Linked DNA regions of Oryzias latipes: region 1 is linked to region 2. A link is a contact called in public Hi-C data. All regions are on one chromosome and are shown on one strand. Each heading gives the region's core, a stretch centred on a gene start, on an enhancer-like site or on the middle of the called end of the contact. The rest is flanking DNA. Distances are from core to core; before and after follow the strand shown. Region 1 holds the start of LOC101164658 (cell division control protein 42 homolog). Region 2 overlaps LOC101174115 (chloride channel protein 1).

What was found. Hi-C and Micro-C count contacts between places; a contact is called where the count stands out from the background.
Region 1: a contact with region 2 is called in a Hi-C map of gastrula embryo, with 1.5 times the contacts expected there. The contact joins the promoter of LOC101164658 here to the enhancer-like site in region 2. A contact is called at or near these places in 2 of 5 Hi-C or Micro-C datasets (embryo and gastrula embryo).

What each region holds. Positions count from the first base shown.
Region 1 is chr11:15,592,061-15,596,029 of ASM223467v1, forward strand. LOC101164658 (cell division control protein 42 homolog) reads right to left here and starts at 1,377. Exons shown (of 6, transcript XM_004074052.4): 1 at 1,210-1,377. The coding sequence starts at 1,362.
Region 2 is chr11:15,429,125-15,433,010 of ASM223467v1, forward strand. It overlaps LOC101174115 (chloride channel protein 1), which reads left to right. Exons shown (of 24, transcript XM_011480979.3): 24 at 1,551-2,804. The coding sequence ends at 2,000. Among protein-coding and RNA genes, the nearest start is that of LOC101174115, 30 kb to the left of the region's middle. Within about 2 kb of position 1,892, at least 2 of the 8 cell types and tissues checked have an H3K27ac peak or open chromatin away from gene starts, as enhancers often do. A contact at or near this core is called in gastrula embryo, where this site is marked.

The DNA.
Region 1 (3,969 bases), core at 127-2,626, 160 kb after region 2:
AGAGGCAACATGTTGACATTTATTTAGAGCCTGCAGAGGCACAAAGGTTATGACTAAATGGTGCTTAAAAGAAATGTTATTGAAGGAAAAAGTCCCAGACAAACTGAAAACTACCAGTTCATAGTCATATGGTCTATTAACAAATAATACACAATCATGCCAATAGGAACAATGATTTTCATTTCATTTGGATTTCATAAAAATAAACAAATAGAAGAGTTAAATCATTTAAATACATGTAAAAACAACAGTCTGGGATGTCAATTGTATTTATGAATCTGTTTTTGCGTGATTTTAATGGCAATCGTGTAAGAAAGTGAAGACTTTGTCTGTGCTAATTATTTTTCATTTAAACTTGTTTTAAATTACTTTAATATTCTTTTCCTTTATAAAGTGGCTTTGAAGCGAAGCTCTGCAGTTTTGCCTTTTGACTCATATAAGAATTAAAGAAAAAGAAAAAAAGGAAATAGCCCTATACTGGTCAGGCAAAACCACAACAAAAACAAATAAATAAATAATCCTAAACTAAATTAGAAACGAGGAGTGCAGAAGTCTTTAGTAACGCCGTTAAAAAAAGATCATTTTGAAAGTTATATATTTAGGTTTTTCACCAACTTTCTTCCAAGTGTTTCTGTTTTGAGACACTTCCGCATGGCGGCGGGGGAACAACCAACAAACGTTTCGGTCTTATTATCGGTTGGGTCTCAAGGGGAAAACTAAACATCCTCTTAAGAATATGGTTTTAAGTTTAAAACACTTTTAGCATCTATAGTCTGACAGCTAAATCCAACTGAAAGTTCAGGAAACTTGCTAATATCAGCGAGCTCGGGGCTAACATTAGTCACATCCGCCAGACCCCCACCCTCTGAAAAACACCTGTTTAGTCAACTTATATATACATTTAACAGCCTAAAAATGTAACTAAGAACTAATTATAAACGTGTAACACGGGACCGAGTTGTTAATTTGTTCAGATTAGTTAACCTAAACTTCACCGGCAACTTCTAACTTTTGGCTTCACCGCTCCGCTAGTTTAGTTAGCTAAAGGAAGTCGTTTGTTTTGACAGCTGCCGGTTAACAGAAAAGGTCGGCAGCAAATTAACAATCTTTCCTTTTAAAGCAGGAACATCTTTTCAAAAATAATTTGAGGTTTGTGAATCAATTTCTTTTACTTATCGTCGATAAATCACATTCAATGACAGCTCTTACCTCGTTCGCTCTCAGCCTGAGTGCTGGTGAAGTGCTGCGTTCAAGGGCTTCACGTACATTCCTACTTACTTCCGTTCCAGCGGAAGTCTGAACAATAACGTGTGTTCTGTTCAAGTTCCACGAGATGTTTTGTGCTTTACACGTGTCTGACATTTTATTCGTGCGTTGTGTTCGTGGTGGTGTGTCTTTGTGAAACTAAGAAAAATAGGCATAATCCTGTTAAATCACTGAATTAAGTAAAAACCATCAGCCAATTTGTGACCGATTTAGTTTGGTTGTCTGATGCGAAGTAGTTCAAAAGGTCAATAAAATACTTCTAATCCTCAAAAAGTTCACCTATTTTGTCACAAGTGGTTTAAATTATTATTAAAAGGGTTGAACAATTAACTCACAATTAATTCATGCCACAGTTTGGGAATGACTCAACACTTGACCCACAGAAATGCCTTTACCTGACTGTCCGCTAGAGGGAAACAAAGAGCAGATTCTGAAGAATGAACAATGGTCAATGACTGCAATAATTTTGAGAATGATAGCATTCAAATTATTATTATTAGTTGTATTTAAATAATTTACTAATTAAAAATTTATGTGACAGGTTGTTAACTTTGCTGTGAATAAATCATTGTAATTTGCAATTGTTCACACTCCAAATACTTTTCCAATAAGGAAATTATATTTCAAAGACACGAAAGCTAGGCTCACAACACATATTTTGTTATTTAAATCTAAATAATGCCAAATGATGTATTTGTGTAGTAAATTTAAAGAATGATTAGATGTTTTATGTGATAACTTTCGTACTTGCAGCTGACAAAAAATGCGACGCGAAGCAGCCCTGCTGATGCATGAGTTTATTTTGGCTGGCCTGGCTGACAGTCTGTTGTAGGTGGAGGGGAAACTGGCCAAATGGAAAAGGCCAGCCGACCTTCAGCGTAACACAGCAGTAGAAGAGATAATTACAATGCATTTTTCTCCCTTCCTCTCCCTCTGGGTCTCCCTTTTATTTCCAGCTTCACATACCAGTACTTTTTTTTTAATGTTACTCTTCTAACTGGTCTATACTCTTCTTTTTATTTCTTTGTAGCATCTTCCTGATCTCTTCTTTTCACTCCACTTCCACCCCACTCCCTCCACATGTGTGTCTATCAGTCACTCAGCTGTGGATAACCAGCGGGATGGATGTCAAGGACGTTTTGCAGCTTGTCTCTCAAAGATAATCCCATTAAACTTGAGAATTTAATTATAGATTATCTTGCACGCTCACACACTGACACGCATGTGTGCCCATAGATAAGCACATTCAGACTATATGCACTCAGGTGGGCTTCTGCACATGCCCGTGCACACAAACACACACAAGAAAGAAATAAGATCACAGGAGAGGATGTCACACACCTGTGCACACACAAGCACCACACAGCCATGTAAAGGGAAAAAATACTGGCCTCACCCCTTTTGACCTGTCAACATGTATCAGTGTCACCCTCCAGTCAGTATTAGCAACTTCCCCACTCTGTTTTTAAAGCGGCAAGGACACAGCTCAACAGTATTCTGCAGCAAGCAAAGGAACCAAACTGACCACTTACTCACAGACTGCTAAAATGTCCTTTTTCTTGTGATTATTCCTCCATATAGCTCATAATTTGTTGGTTTATTCAGATTTTAACAACTCTTGCATTGTCTCTATACAGCATGAAAGCAGCTCCACCGGTGCATTTCGGTAAATCCAGGTTACCATAGCAACTGGGCATTTTTTTCCACTGTGTCCAAAATTACAGGTGAACGTTGCTAAAACAACAAAACCAAAAACTGTAATTGGCAAACAAATGTATTTGTATTTTAAATGTATTTTCCAAAGCCTGTAAGTCAACAATCATTATACAAACAAAGGTTTAAGCAACACTGAGATTTTGACAACCTGCCAACAGGAAAGATGAGGAAAGATATTAGAATATGTGTGACAATGAAGAGAAATGTACTAATATTTGTTGTTTTTTTATTGTATTTTGTGAAAATCATGACCAAGCTACTGACTGTCTCCTGTCTGTGAGCAGTAAAGTTGGAATAAACAAATGTTCAAGCTTCTGTCATAAATGTAAATGTAATCTAAAGTAGATGCTGTTATTCTGCATCATTTTACTCTTTCTTATTATCTTAAATATAAATATAAAGAAATGTTATTGATTCCATTTAGATATGCAAAAAATGACCAATTTTACAGAAAAGCACTTCAATATTTTTATAGTATATTTTTATTTTATTTGTTTTAAATTTGTTTTGGTAAATATTCGTAAATTAAAAATATAAACCAAACGAACCATGAAAATGCTATAAACAAAAAATGTGTGAGCAGAAAAATAAAAAAAATTCCCTTTGAATATGTAACTGTGTATTGAAATAATAAATCAAGCGTTAAAGCTCAGTGTCTGTCAGATTTGTGTTGCAACTGTTGCAAAGCAACAAGAAACTCAAAAAGAGCTTTGAAAAAAAGTCCAGTCATTTAAATTGTGATAACAGTTAAAGTGCCATTTATTTCATTTAAAGTTTGATTATACTTTGATCTGTTGTAAAAGTGTTCCCAGTGGTCTTTTGATTATGATTATGGTGTTTCAAGCAAAATAAAAAAAATAAAAAAAACAGAAATGGCAAACAACATTAGAGCCATCCAGCTGTATAGTTTTGAGCCAGATGTCAGCTCGGACGAGGAAAACGAAGACGTTAATGGATCTATTTGATCTTTAACTGTATGCATCAGAA
Region 2 (3,886 bases), core at 642-3,141:
TTGTGTGAAGAAGTAATTAACCTCAAAGATCTTTTTTGAAATTGACTGGAATTATTGATTAATTCAGATAGTAAAACTTCAATATTAGAGAGAGATTACAGTGGTAAATTCCATTGGAATTTTATAAAATAAATATATATTTATACTTGCATTGATTTGTTAAGACAACAGGTGCCAGCCTGAGTGAAAAAGTTACTTACCACCTTTGTTAAACCATAAATTAACTATGTTTAACCGATTTTGAAACTCTTTTATTTGGGCCTTAGTTAGTGAGGTCCGTTAGTTAGGCCTCATCCCCATAGTTGTGCTTCTGTGACTATCTGCAATGAAACACCAACATTTTTGTCGTCTTTGGAGATAACAAAACATCTAATTTACCCAAAGTTTTAAAAATATGTAGACATGTTGGACATTTTGAAACATAACTATTGTGCGCCAGATATGAAAGTTAATGGCATTTTGCAGGGCCGTGCACAGGATTTTAGAGGGGAAGGGGCACAAAAGGCCTTTTAAACATCTCTGAAATTTAAAAAATAAACTACCAATGAAAAACCTCCAGTTCCTGACAGCTGTAACCAATGTGACTCTTGTCACAGGAGAAGTTGCTTGGTCCCTAAACAATTCTGGCGGCTCTGAGTCCAAGCGGAGCAGCAAAGACAGAAGCAGCAGCTCAGAACCCCCATAACACAATAATAATAAAAACTCAACAGATATAACACCTACACCCTTTGTTCTGTTCAAGCTCCACATTCTGTTCCCTTTAACCCAGAAGTACTGAATGCTGCAGTGCCTCACATAACCACAAGAGGTGTTTTAGTGATGTTCTTAGATGAGTCCAATTAATCTGGCCGTTCCAGGCTTCGGTAAACTATAAGTGACATCAGAACTGGTTAGAGTATAAATGTTTATGATTTAACTTTTAATGGAGGCATTAAAACTAAATAAACATTTGCATCATTCTGACAGTTTTTCAGTTTTAACTCACATTCTCCAACACACTGATACCAAGCGGCAAGGAGGAAACACCTACAAGCATCCATATTTTATTGAATGTTTGCATGATCACGATGCAGCAAAGTTAGTTACTAAATATTATTGTCATATTCAGCTTGATATGAAGACTTAAAAAGCTGTTGGAACTCCAGATACAAAAAAAAACAGACTTCTGTGGGTTTTTTCCCTTTCAGAAGCAGCACTTTTTGATAGATATCATAGCATCCCTGCAGTTTCAGGGCAAATTAAAGTCCAGTAGTTGTTCAAACCCCTTAAAATGCAGGTCTCAAACTTTAGTCTTCAAGGTGTCCTACATCTTTTCCAACTAACCTGCCATTAAAGCTCCTTATTGGCTAAAAACACCTGAGTCAGGTAATCAGCACCAGATGAAGCAGGATTTCTTACCAGCAGGATGTTGGCCCTCGAGGTCTTGAGTCTGAAATTCCTGCCTTGAAACAGCAGGGAGGCTTGGTAAGTAGCTTTTAAAGAAAAAGTGCATGTTAACCTTTCTTATCCTCGTTTGTTTGTTTCCCCCCACCTGCTTTCCTTCACAAAAGCTTCAGAGGGCCATCGAAGGCTCCACGCGTTACGGCGTGCGCCTCCGCCCACCCCTGGCCAGCTTCCGCGACAGCAACCACAAGCCTGTCCCCAAACCTTCCGCCTCTTCCCCTGCTCCTTCTCCAACCTTGACCTCCCCTCTCTCCCTCCAAGAGGTACCTGACAATCCCTCTGCATCAACCACCGGCCACCATCACCATCCTCTCGACCATGAGCATGAAACTGAGGTGTGGATCGAGGGGGTGGACAGGGAGGCGAGGGCCAGCTCAGAAGACAGCAGCCTCACGAGCAACCTCAATGTGCCTCCTTCATCAACTCCTCCCCCAGTCCCTGCTCCCTCCACATCCCCCCCTCCCTCTCCTTCATCCTCCCTCCCCCTCTCTACCTTGAGGGTCACACAAGGACTCTGCGAGGGGGATGAAGGCAGCGATGATGAGCCAATGGTATAGCTTTTTATAATGGAAAGGCTTTTTTTAACGTCTTGCTTCTTCTTTTCTTATACCTCTTAGGTTCCAAACTCAGTTGGTCCACTCCTCAAATCTCCATCTTATAAAAAGATCTGTGTTGTATTTTTTATTTTATTTTTTTAACTTTTTGCTCTGTTTTACTTTCAGTTTATTTACTAAGTTAAGCATTTTCAGGGTTTTACTATTTTTCCCTTTGTACCAAATCGCTTCATCAGCTCGCTGATAGTTGAGCTCATCTCATCTCAAAGACTTTATGAGGTAGACATTCATCCCATTTCAGTCCCAGTTCTTCAAACATTTCGTATACGAAGATTGTTGTCTATAACTTTATATTTTCTCTTCAATACCTGATTATTAAAAGTTTAAAGAAGGGGTTTGCTCTGAGTAGAGAAGCAGAGGTGAATCATCCTTTTGAGTGTCAGCATCCAGACAGAAGAAAAGTGATGGAGTGGTAGGTGACGTTTGGCTGTTTTGACCTCCACAATGCATCCTCAGAGCTTATGCCATCATGTTTTACTTAATGAAGAAAGCAGCTACATGCAGAGCATTTTTGTCCAACAGGATGCATCCCCAGGTTTCTCAGGTGCTGCCATAAGTCTTTAACATCATGTATTGTGAAGTAGTTTTTATGAGTGAATAAATATATTTATTTGTTAAGTGTAATGTTTTTCCCCAAAGCTCTTTTGTTTGCCAACAATTGTTTTAAGTGTACTTTAGCAAATGGGTTTTTGAAGCTCATAGAACGGTGAACAATATGGCAGAATAAAAATGTCCCTTCAAATTTGAGATTTTTGTACTTAGCAAACTTGACCATAAAAATAATATCTTTTTTGAAAAGCTTTTTTTACACTCTAAAGTGCTCAGATATTGTTGCTACGATGATAACTCAACACAATATTTATGATAAAGTGGAATTTCCCATAATTTTCATTACTAAAAAACTTTACAAAAAAATCTATTACATAAAAGCCTGTCTACGGTGTGGACATCATCTTCTCTTGAGTTGACGGTTTCTACTGTTGATCGCTTTCAGCCACATAAAGTGCATGCTAGCCTGAGAGGCAGAACAACATTTTGATGCTACATTCACATCAGGCATGTGATGCTAAAAGCACTTTGTTACGGTGTTCACACTGGACTGTCGCTACCCAATACTGGCACATGTCCGCCACTGGAAGGGGCTTGGTCAGAGTGGTGCAAATCTCCCAAATCTTGCTCCAGGCTTTTTCTTTCACAGCTCTATTCTGATAAAAGACTTGGTGTCATAGAATTCTAGCTGTTCATAAACTGCAATTATTAAATTCTCCTCCATGATCAATTGTTGGAACTTCAGTGAAATGAAATTAAATCCAAACATCACTCCCAATCCAAGTCCATGATTGGTCAAAGTTCAACCTGGTTTTGTAAGTAGAAACTGGCATAGTGATGCATAAATGAGAGAATTGTAAATGTGGAAGCTCAAAACGCACATTTCCGGCCTTTACATACACTTTTCATTGAAAGGGGTTTCTTGAACACGCTTTTCCGAAGGCGGTGTGTGTGTGTAGCTTGAGATATGGACCAAAAAAAGGTCAAAAAATTTTTGAGTGTTTTAAATCACTCTCTAAAACTGAAAAAAAAACATGATAGGAAACTTTTTTTAGGGTTCTTGTGACATCTTTTCAGACTCCCAGAAAAAACTTTCCGCAGACTTCAAGTGGTTCAAAACTCTGCCACCCGCATCATCACTTAGTTGCTACCCATTACCTACCGGATCACCCACAAAATCCTTCTTTTCCCCTATTAAGCCATCTATAACCTCTAGCGCAGTGTTTTTCAACCAGTGTGCCACGGCACACTAGTGTGCCGTGGGAGATGGTCAAGTGTGC